2 separate regions of the Mus musculus genome follow, and region 2 is linked to region 1. A link is a contact called in public HiChIP or PLAC-seq data. All regions are on one chromosome and are shown on one strand. The core of a region is the stretch at or near the end of the contact, and the rest is flanking DNA. Distances in the headings are between cores, read along the strand shown. Region 1 holds the start of C530005A16Rik (RIKEN cDNA C530005A16 gene). Region 2 has its middle 5.1 kb from the start of Gm25137.

What was found. HiChIP or PLAC-seq counts read pairs in DNA pulled down with a chosen protein or histone mark.
Region 2: an H3K4me3 HiChIP or PLAC-seq map of the SCID.adh cell line shows a contact between it and region 1, with 18 read pairs. The contact joins the enhancer-like site here to the promoter of C530005A16Rik in region 1. A contact is called at or near these places in 7 of 39 promoter capture datasets (the C10 cell line, the HPC-7 cell line, cranial neural crest and 3 more), 1 of 15 datasets of contacts at CTCF or cohesin (the NIH/3T3 cell line), 2 of 484 Hi-C or Micro-C datasets (female germline stem cell-derived STRA8 germ cells and forebrain), 8 of 115 datasets of contacts at active chromatin or transcription factors (CD8 T cells, the SCID.adh cell line, bone marrow-derived macrophages and 1 more) and 3 of 9 other capture datasets (adipose tissue, liver and pancreatic islet).

Annotation. Positions count from the first base shown.
Region 1 is chr4:116,595,218-116,600,866 of GRCm38.p6, forward strand. It overlaps C530005A16Rik (RIKEN cDNA C530005A16 gene), which reads right to left and starts at 2,413. Exons shown (of 3, transcript NR_029450.1): 1 at 625-2,413. Ccdc17 (coiled-coil domain containing 17) reads left to right here and starts at 1,513. Exons shown (of 13, transcript NM_001037916.3): 1 at 1,513-1,740; 2 at 1,816-1,884; 3 at 2,046-2,151; 4 at 2,221-2,383; 5 at 2,463-2,546; 6 at 2,626-2,744; 7 at 2,957-3,070; 8 at 3,283-3,410; 9 at 3,514-3,608; 10 at 3,744-3,947; 11 at 4,072-4,273; 12 at 4,340-4,450; 13 at 4,670-5,049. The coding sequence starts at 1,570. The coding sequence ends at 4,801.
Region 2 is chr4:116,666,180-116,671,828 of GRCm38.p6, forward strand. No RefSeq gene overlaps it. Among named protein-coding and RNA genes, the nearest start is that of Gm25137, 5.1 kb to the right of the region's middle. Within about 2 kb of position 2,217, at least 102 of the 459 cell types and tissues checked have an H3K27ac peak or open chromatin away from gene starts, as enhancers often do. A contact at or near this core is called in the NIH/3T3 cell line, the SCID.adh cell line, adipose tissue and 2 more, where this site is marked.

The DNA of each region.
Region 1 (5,649 bases), core at 1,163-3,662:
CATGCCCTTAGTGTGATGAATCAGAAATATCTGACCAAATGAGTCAGAGAGATCAGCTCAGGAGCGAGGATTAAAAAGAAAAAAGGCAATTTTCATTGTAGTATGAACTCAGCAAGGTCTGAGGCTGAAGTAGGTTTATTTTTTTTCCCCCAATTTGCTTTTATATCATTTTAATTACATGCAAATAATAAGATCAGTTCTAGGCTGGAGAATAAGCAAGACAATAAAACTCCCAAGCTCACTGTTTCTAAGTGCTTATCAGGATGACCAAGATATCTGAGCCTACTTCCCTGTCCTAGCCCAAAGTAAAATTCTTGCCTTAAGCCTACTACTTTGTTCTAGCCAAATTAGATTCCTGCCTGAGCTTACTTCCTTGTCCTGGCCTAATGTCAAATCCCAGCCAAGTGGCCCCACAAAGCTCTCCACAGATGGGCAAAGCCCAACTCAGGAAAGAAATGCTACTTAAGAGCAGTGCAGGGGGGCTGGTGAGATGGCTCAGTGGGTAAGAGTACCCGACTGCTCTTCCAAAGGTCCAGTGTTCAAGTCCCAGCAACCACATGGTGGCTCACAACCATCCGTGACGCCCTCTTCTGGTGTGTCTGAAGACAGCTACCGTGTACTTACATATAATAAATAAATCTTAAAAAAAAAAAAAAAAAGAGCAGTGCAGGGAAAATCCATCTTGGAGTTAGTTCAGTTGAGTGTAGTTTAGAGGCAGCTTCACCAAGTAGAGCACTTCAATGAGAAGCTAAGAGAAGCCGGTTTGAACCAGTTCAGAGAGGACTTTGAGACAGAACAGCTGAGTTGAGTCAGCCAGCTTTGAGGAAGAGCTAGAGTGAGTTTATTCAATAGTCTCAGAGCCTGAAAACATTTTAGGCATAGATTCGCCTAGGAGATGAGGATGAACGTTGCTTTTACAGATCTGTGTAAAGGTGACGATAACTTGACCAGCAGAAAGAGCTCGTTTAACTCACAAGTAGTATCCATCTGACAAATTGTATTCTCCCCAACGGGTCTCCCAGTTCTCATTACTGGAAAGGTTCAGATCATTCCTGTCCCAGAATGGGAATTAGAAAGACTATTCCATTGTGTGGTGTGTTAATTCTGTAAAAGATGGGTTTATGCAAAGACATACTGCTAATATGAGGTTTACCTTGTGCGGAAATGTTCCCTACAGTGGAGAATTCTAGCTTGAAATCTGTCCATTTTAGAGAACAGCTGTGGTACAGATGACAGTTGCCTATCAGAGGCTAAATAGGCAATGAAGTCAAAGCCGCAGTTAATTAAATACTTGGCCAAACTCACTGTAATTGGTGGAACAAACTGACATTTTCACACCTGGGCCCCACCCAAAGGTGGCCAGGCACATTGCCCAGGCCTGCCTAAGCCTGTACTCGCTGCCCAGGGAGCTAGGGCACCTCCCCAAACATAAACATACATTTGAAGGACCTGGCGATTTAGCAGACTTGGTCTATTCTTTGTCCCTTTTCTCTCTTTTCTGTCCAGTCCGCCTTTTCTCTTTTGTCACATCCTCTGTAGGACGCTGGTGTCTATAAGAGATTCCATTCCATGGCCGATTACTCAGGGGAATCAGGACTTTTATCCTGTGAATCCTGTGATATGGTTTTCCGCTCCTGGGCTCTGTTGGCCACACACACCAAACGATTCTGCATTGGCCGGCTGACTCCGGAGGTAACACTTAAATCACAGCCTTCAGTCGCGATCAAACGAGGCACCAAGGTAAGGGCCGCCAGTGGCCAGGGGTAGGTTTTCCATCAATCATTATTCTTACGTTTTTTGCCTCCCCGCCACCAGATCATGGCACAAGAAAAGAGCCGTGATCAGGAAGCCAGCACATCTGCTCTAAAGAGGCTGACAGAGGAGGTACACACCAATCATGACTACAAACTTCAACTTTACATGTGTAGAGATTTACATGCTGGAAATCACCCAGTACAGAAATAGCGGGTCCGAGTTATTTGCAGGTGCAGTTGCTGTCCCTACAGAAAATAGGTCCCCGAGCGACTGAGGGTCTCACTTCCCAGACTGCAGGGAGCCCTGGGGAGAGGCTGCGAGTCTTGCAGGGAACCCGCGCCAGACGCATGGCAGAAACAGAAGCACAGAGCCGGGCGCTGGAGCGTCGCGGCGAAGGTGAGAGGTAAGGACTCGGCCCTGTCGCTGTGCTCGGACTCACCCTGACTCTGCCCATTTGTCCCTCAGAATTAAAACGGCGCCTCCACAGCGTGGCGGGACCCAAGGGAGGATTACCCCGCCCATTCGACTTGGAGCGCGAGCTCAGAGAACTCAAGGAAGAGGCCAACCGGACCCGGGGAGCACTGCAAACGCTAGGTGCGCATTTCCAGGCGCTCCAGCTTCAGCCTCGGTGAGTTGCCGGCCCAGCTTTGGTAGGAGTGCGGGCGGGGCCTTGGGCTCGGGTCAGTGACATCATCTGCTTGCGCCAGAAAACTGCAGGACACCCATAGGGCAGTGGAATTCTGTTACCTGCCCCTGCGGTTCAACCCGGAAACGCTGGCTGCAGAGATCCGGTGAGGACCCCGGCCCTGGGTGGACAGGATCGGGAGTCTGTTCAGTCTGGGAGATCGCTTTCTGCTGCCTTCTTGCTAGGATCCTACGTGAAGCCTACGTGCACGGTGGAGGCCGGGACCCAGAAGTTCTGGACAAAATATTGCAGCTGCAAGTGGAAGCGTCAGCCCTGGAATTGCAGCGGTCGCAAAACCGCAAGGGTGAACGAAAGGGTCTATCATAGAGGGTTTCTACACTGATGGTCCTAGAGTTGGAAGGAGAAAAGGGCTTGAGGGAGAGCACCACTAGAATGGGAGGCACGTAAGCCCAAGGAAGGAAAACCCATTGCCAGATGACAAATCCAGGCTTGTGCAGAAACCCTTAAAGTTGGATTACTACATAATGCTTGACAGATCACTTTAATTCATCTCAGAAAAACTAAGTGCCGCCTCTGAGGAGGTTCTAACGGTGGAAGCCGAAAACAGGCTCCTGGAGGCAGAAATCCTGGCATTGCAGAAGCAGAAAGTCCTGAGTCTGTCGCCCTGGGGTCAGTGAAAAATACAGCCTCTCCCTAGACAATCCCAGGGAACCCAACTCTGAAGGGGTGAAGGGACCAAGTCGGGAGGATGAAGTCCATGTCTGTAACGTGTTTCTGTCAATACAGCTATCTTTGTATCTTTGGTTTATGAGCCTGTACTCCCTCTGACTTACTCAGTTTGCTGCTTCCTCCAGCTCAAGCCACTTTGTTGTTGTTTCTAGGATCCAGGGATCTCCCCGGACACCTGAGTAGGTGTGATAACTCCCTCCTCCCTCCACTGGTTGCACCCCCAATACCACAACTTACAAGTTCCACAAAAGCCCAGAACTTCCATGGCACTTCAAAGACTGTGAGAAAGACAGCATTCGGGGTTGATGGCTGGCTTGACATGCAGTTTGGGGATCATGGGCAGATTGCAGTTCTGTAGGACTGAACTCTTTTGTCCACAATAGATACTTAATGGAACCATGACAAGAAAAATGGGTCTGGATCTCCACTTCCTCCTACCTGCATCAGATGTTCTAGGTCCAGCACCCTATGATCCTGGGTGAGGCCTGCTCCCTCCTTCACAGCATTTTTGAATGCTGACATTTATGGAGACCCACCAACCGCCATCCAGGCTTAAAGTACTGGCCGGGTGGAGGAATTAGGGGCTCTGTGTACATAGATTTGTATTCTTCAGGGCTGGCCTTGTCATTTTCTATGACTTCCTGCGGGGCCTTGACACTTCTTGGATATGGGTACAGCTAATGACCAGCTTGGCCCGGAATGGACAAGATACAGGAGGGACCACAGCATTACCTCCAGCCCTTTGCTTGCCACAACCTTCAGCTCCTGGACCTATGGGCAACTGTGCTATCCTAGCAAGCAAGCAGCCTGTGCCCAGGTTAGTAGGTATAGGTCATAAAGGCTGCACCTTACTAGGTCTGATCTGTACACTGGGCCCAAGAGCAGCCCTACAACAAACTAGGGACTTCAGCTAAATACTCGAACGTGATTTTGTTTCACAGGCTGCCTCCATCACCACTGGTATCTTTGATCTGTGAACTACAGGCCTGGCATGGAGTTACATGGGCACCACAACCAAAGGCTTGGGCCTCACTATTGCTATTTGACCAAGATCTGAGGGTGCTTAGGGGCCGTTGGCGCCTCCCACTTCGGGTCTATCCTAACACCAGCCTCAGCCTTGCCCAGAGGAATGAGATTCCCCAGGTAAGTATAGAGGATAAAGACTGGGTATACTCCCAGATTCCAATGGAGTACCACTTCCTTTGTTAGGCAGGCCAGGCTGAGCTCTTTCTGAGGCTGGTAAATGCAAGAGATACAGATGCCCAGACATTGGCAGAGATCAACCCAGCAAATGCCCATGAATACCAGTACCCACCAATGGTGAGTCCACTTCTGGTCAGCCTGTAGGCTAAGCAGCTTCTATTAGATAGTGTATACCAATTAAGGTATCTACATTAATCCTTAAACCTACCCATGAAATACCATGTGGCAGAAAAAGAACACTTGCCCTGCTTTTCATTAAACTTTGTCCTCAGTTTAACTCCAACGTTTGTCTTAAGTTTTGCTTAAAAACAAAACCCTATCTTTCATATTCTATAGGTGTCCAGTTCATCTGTGGAATCCAGCTTCTTCACCCACAGTTCTGCCTTTGCTGACCCCCCACCTCCCACAGAAGAGGCTTTTGTCAGCGTTAAGGATAAAAATGAGCACTTGAGTCCTCACCAGTTTTGACTGAAACACTGAATTTCTTCTAGACCTGCAGCTTTTTAAATGGGGTCTTGTAACAGTGGCCAACTACATTTGATCCTAAAATACTGTGTGGCAAAAAAGAACTTAACCCAAACCCACTTTTCTTTAAACTAGCCAACTAGAATTTCTTCTGCATTTATTTTCCTTTTATAAAGCAGGTCCAGGAGTAAATGTCTTCAAATATTTAGTTAAACTGGCTGGCATTCAACACTTTGAAAATGGCTTTACCTAAACCAGTGTTGTCAAATTTCACTGAATTCAGCTTTCTCAGGAATTGTAGACAGAAATCTATCCGGGATCAAGCTTCCAATATAGAGGGAACTCCAGATTTAGATTAAAGGGTAGCCCAATTCTTTTCCAGCTAAGTAGAGGATCATCTACTGGAATTGTATCCTGGACCAATCAGCAAAGATGGCCTACTACTGCATATAAAGTGTTCTGAATGGAAAAATGGGGAAAAACACTTGAGGACTTGGAGTATAATACAAAGTTCTCAAGAAGAGCCAGACACTCTTTAGCCAAGCTTTTAGTGACGGAGCAAAAAAATTTGTGAAAAAAAATGGAAAATCATTCTGTACAGCTCCCATCCTCAGGACTAGACTGTCAGCAGGCTTTGTAGCATTTAACAAGTCAGTATGAGGCAGCTCAGACTCTGCACCCTGCCTGTTCTAGCCCAATGGCATTAAAATCCTGACCACCACCGGGCAGTGGTGGCGCATGCCTTTAATCCCAGCACTTGGGAGGCAGAGGCAGGTGGATTTCTGAGTTCAAGGCCAGCCTGGTCTACAGAGTGAGTTCCAGGACAGCCAGAGCTATACAGAGAAACCAAA
Region 2 (5,649 bases), core at 967-3,466, 71 kb after region 1:
CACAATCCGGCATCCATTGTGCTGCCAGCCCTAATTTAGGGAAGCCCACTCCCTCTCTCTGGAATGCTTGCTTGGATTTGCTGCCTGCATCTCCCAACTGAATTCTTTCCAGGAGACAAGAACTGAGAGAGCCCTGTAACACCACCATGCCAAGTCTGAAAAGTTCCTCCCTCTCCCCCATAAAGAAATTTTTTTTAAAGATTTATTTATTTTTATTATATATAAGTACACTGTAGCTGTCTTCAGACACTCCAGAAGAGGGAGTCAGATCTCATTATGGATGGTTGTGAGCCACCATGTGGTTGCTGGGATTTGAACTTCGGACCTTCGGAAGAGCAGTCGGGTGCTCTTACCCACTGAGCCATCTCACCAGCCCAAGAAATTTTTTTTTAATTTAATTTTATTTTTATTAGGTATTTTCCTCGTTTACATTAAGAAATTTTTTTAAAAAGTGTTATTTGTCTATACTATGTGTGTGTGCACGTGGGTGTGGGTGTGCATGAGCACAAGCATCCTGGAGGCAGAGGAGGATGTCGGACCCACTGGAGCTGGAGGAACAGGGGAGTAGGTTGTTCAGAGATAGTAGTCAGGGAGGAGTGGAACAAAGCAGTGTCTCCTCCTGGAAGGAAGCAGCACACCCACAGCAGCTGTCAGCTGTGACCGTCAGCATAAGATTGAGTCACTCTAGTGTGAAGAGACTTGTAAGCACCACTCCAAACTGAAGAACTATTGACAGTTGATGGTTTTTGGAAAAGGAGTGTCAGCTTTTTTAAAGGGTGTATTTTCATACATTTAACACATGGTAGTAGATGGTCTTATGACCATAAGCACATGGGCAGCACGAATTGAGCTCAATGGGTGATTAAAAAAAAAGGGGGGGGGTTGGCAGCTGACAATCGTTTGTAACTCCAGTGTCAGAGGATCTAATGCTCTCTGCTGAGGGCACTACTCATATGTGATGCACAGACAGACATTCAGACAGAACACATATTTACATAAAATGAATGAATTCAGAAAAATACAGGAAGCAGACATAGAAGGATCGATGCAATTTAGAGACCACCCTGGGTTAATCTTAAAATCCTGTCTCCAAAACACAAAATAAATATATTAAATAATAAAAATAAAAATAAATTAAGTAGGGGCTGGAAGATTACTCAGCAGTTAAGAGCACTGACTACTCTACCAGAGGTCCTAAGTTCAATTTCCAGCAACCACATGGTGGCTTACAACCATCTATAATGGAATCTGATGCCTTCTTCTGGTGTGTCAGAAGACAGATACAGTGTACTCATATTTTAAAAGAAAGAAAGAAAGAAAGAAGAGGGGCTGGTGAGATGGCTCAGCAGGTAAGAGCACCCGACTGCTCTTCCAAAGGTCCTGAGTTCAAATCCCAGCAACCACATGGTGGCTCACAACCATCCGTAATGAGATCTGACTCCCTCTTCTGGTGTGTCTGAAGACAGCTACAGTGTACTTACATATAATAAATAAATCTTTTTTAAAAAAGAAGAAGAAAGAAGAAAGAAAGAAAAAAGCAGGGCATGGTGTCCCACGCTTTTAATCCCAGCACTTGGGAGGCAGAGGCAGGTGAATTTCTGAGTTCAAGACTAGCCTGGTCTACAGAGTGAGTTCCAGGACAGCCAGGTCTACACAGAGAAACCCTGTCTCGAAAAACCAAAACAAAAAACAAAACAAACAAACAAACAAAAAAACCAAAGGGGAAAAAAGAAAGAGAACAAAAAAAAGAAAAAGAAATTTGAAAAAAAAAAAACCCCTTCACTTTTTGGAGATATTTTGGGACCAAGGGAAAGAGTCCAGAACACTAGTGGGAACTAAGTATAGTAGTTATTACTTATTGTTATTGAGTAGATTCCTGCAGAGGCGTCTGGGGTAGAATTGTCACTTCCCCTCTCCCACTCTATCCCTTGAAAGTGCAACTTAGCCCAACAATGCAGGACTCTAGAGCTAGGTTGCACCCTCCCCTCCTCTACATGAATGCACACATGTGGGCAGGCACGTGTGCTCACACATGTAAACATTCACACACCTGTGTGTGGAGTGCCAGCTGAGGGCATAGAAGATATACCAGGGCAGGACTCAGACAGGAAGATCAGTGCTGAAGTGAGGTCGTGGAAAGAAGACTACAGCCAGCTAAAATCACTGGTCTGTGGTTGGAAGGTGGGAAGGAGTGAGAGGGAGTCATATGAGCAGAGCTGGCAAGGCAAAGGGGAAAAAAATGCAGAAGGAAGCAGTCAGCCTGAGTCATGTGGCAGTACTGATTTCTTCTGTTAACTTCATTTCCTGAATTTACAGACTTCTATTGCGAATGTCACCCACAAAGGGTGCTCTGTTAGAAGTGGGTAGAAGTGATTGAGTTAGTTGGACAATATGGCCCCTGGCCATAATTTCAAGAGCATTATAAATTCAAGGCAAGCATGGGATAAATAGAAAGATCCTATCTTTTAAAAGAAATGCTGGAGTCAGGCCTGGAGCCAGGCATGGTAGTGCACTCTGGAGGCAGAGGCAGGCATACCTCCTTGAGTTCGAGGCCAGCCTGATCTACAGAGTGAGTCCAGGACAGCCACAGCTCTGTTACACAGAGAAAACAAACAAACAAACAAACCAACAAACAACAACCACAAAAATCTAAAAACAAAACCTGAGTTTGATCCTCAGTACCATATATATAAAAGCATGATTTACTCATGCAGGTGACAGATATTTAATGATAACTGCCATGTGAAAGGATAAACAGGTGCCACTCAGGGAGTTTAAGGAAGCCGGGGAGCAGCAGCAATCTAGGCTGAAGGACTAACATATGCCAACTGTGAAAGAGTAAGCAGGGTCCTACATTCCAGCACATTCTACACCTGTTTGAATAAGGCAGGGCTGTAGCTTGGTTGCCAGACTGCAGCCTAGCATATGTGAAGCCCTGGGTTCAAACTTGGTACTGAATAATCTTGGATATGTTCAGTGATATATCCCTATAAAGACCAATGTTACCCTTTACTTCATAGTAAGGTCCAACCGAGCCTGGAGTACAGGAGATTATGTTGTAAAAGAAGGAAGGAGAGAGAGAGAGAGAGAGAGAGAGGGAGGGAGGGAGGGAGGGAGGGAGGGAGAGAGAGAGAGAGAGAGAGAGAGAGAGAGAGAGAGAGAGAGAGAGAGAGAGAAGGGGAAAGGAGGACTGGAGAGATGTCTTAGTGATTGTTCTTCCAGAAGATCCAAGTTCAATTCTCAGTACCCATATGGGGGTTAAGACCCACCTATAACTCCATTCCAGAGTATTAGATGCCCTCTTCTGGCCTTCAGGGGCAATGCATGCATGCACAAGGTATGCAGGCATACACGTAGGCAAAATAAACACCAATATGAATAAAACAAAAATAAATAAATCTTTTAACACAGAGAACATAGCCCTGGAAGGTGGTGGCACATGCTTTTAATCTCAGCACTCAGGAGGCAGAGGCAGGTGGATTTCTGAGTTCGAGGCCAGCCTGGTCTACAGAGTGAGTTCCAGGACAGCCAGGGCTACACAGAGAAACCCTGTCTCGAAAAACCAAACCAAACCAAACCAAACCAAACCAAACCAAACCAAACCAAACAAAACAAAACAAAAAGCAAAAAAAAAAAAAAAAACAAAAAACAAAAAACAAAAAAACAAAAACATTTACCAACCATACAAACAAAAAACCCACAGGTAACTAGCACATGATTCTCTCTGAAGACACAAGACTTTAGGAAAAAAATTAAGTAAATCCAATAAAAAAATAAAGGAGAGATTGGGAAGATGGCTCAGTGGGCAAGACTGCTTGCTCTGCAATGCTGTGACCTGAGTTCAAATCCCAGTGCTGGAATAAAGCTGGGCAGGGCTGTAAGTGCCAAGGGGTACAGGATTGGAGGTGGGGGTATGAATCATGAGGATTTACTGGCCAGCCAACCTAGAGAGGACAAGAAAGACAAGTTTCCAGTTCATCCAGAGACCCTGTCTCATAGCAATAAGACTCAGAGTGGTAACGGAAGGTTCCTGACATCCCACTCTGGACTCCATGAGAACACACATGGGGGTATAAATCTGGACACACATAGGCCAGGTTCCAGCGTATACACATACACACACACACACCCGCACCCCCCCACACACACAAACACCCCCCCCCCCCACACACACACACACAGAGCGCATAGAATTGGAGAGTTGGCTCAGCAACTAAGAACACAGGATGCTCTTCCAGAGGATCCAGGTTTGGTTCTCAACATCTCCATGGTGGTTCACAGCCATCTCTAACTCCAGTCCCAAAGGATCCAAAATCCTCTTCTTACTTTTGAAAGCACCAGGCATGGATGTGGTACACATACATACAAGCAGGCAAAGTTAGGCTCTGTTTCAAAATAAGGAGAGGAGGGAAGTCAAAATGAACAGTTTATGCAAACCATTATAGGTCAATAAGGCTGTTTTTTCTAAATTAAAGTTTAAAAATGGGCTGGAGAGATGGCTCAGTGGTTAAGAGCGATGACTGTTTTTCCAGAAGTCCTGAGTCCAATTCCCAGCAACCACATGGCAGCTCACAACCATCTGTAATGGGATTCCATACCCTCTTCTGGTGTGTCTCAAGACAGCTACAGTGTACTCATATACATAAAATCTTTTTTAAAAGTTTAAAAATATTTAATTCATTCTTTGGCTTTTTTTGAGATAGGATCTCATCATGTAGCCCTGGCTGGCCTGGAACTCACCATATAGACCAGGTGGCCTCCAATTAATTCACAGAGACAATCTCTCCTGCCTCTGCCTTCTGAGTGCTGGAATTAAAGGCACTCAACACCACACCCCGCTATGTTTGTTTGTTTGGTTGGTTAGTTGGGGTTTTTTATTTTGGTTTTTAGAGAAAGGGTTTCTCTGTATATTTTTATTTTTTAAAAAAGATTTAAAAATTCTGTGTGTGAGTGTTTTGCCTGCATGTAGGTATGTGCACATGTGAGTGTAAGTGCCCACAGAGGTTATAAAAGTGTCAGATCCCCTCAGACAGAAGTTATGAATCTGGGAGCTGCCATGTGAGTGCTGCAAGAGCAGCAAGTTCTCTTAATGCTGAGCGGTTTCCCCAGCCTCTATTTTTATTTTTTAATCATTTGTATGTGCACGTGCATAGGTGCACGTGTGTGTGCATGCCTTGGAAGCCAAAAGGAATTGGGTCTTTTGTAGTGGAGTTGTGGGTGGTAAAGAGTCACCTAGTGTGGCATCACAACCTGAGTCCCCTAAAAGAGGGGACTGTAGGCTTAACCACTGAGCCATCTCTCCATCCTCAATAGAGAAAGAGCCAGAGAGATGGCTTGTCAGGGAGGGGTTCTTACCCGAAAGCCGGAGGACCTAGCTGGACTCCTGGATCCCACAAGGTGGCAGAAGAGAATTGATTCGCAAGAGTAGTCTCTGACTTCTGCATTCACACACATACACAAACTAAATAAATGTTTTTTTTTAAGATTTATTTATTTATTATATGTAAGTGTAGCTGTCTTCAGACACTCCAGAAGATGGAGTCAGAGCTCATTATGGATGGTTGTGAGCCACCATGTGGTTGCTGGGATTTGAACTCCGGACCTTCAGAAGAGCAGTCGGGTGCTCTTACCCACTGAGCCATCTCACCA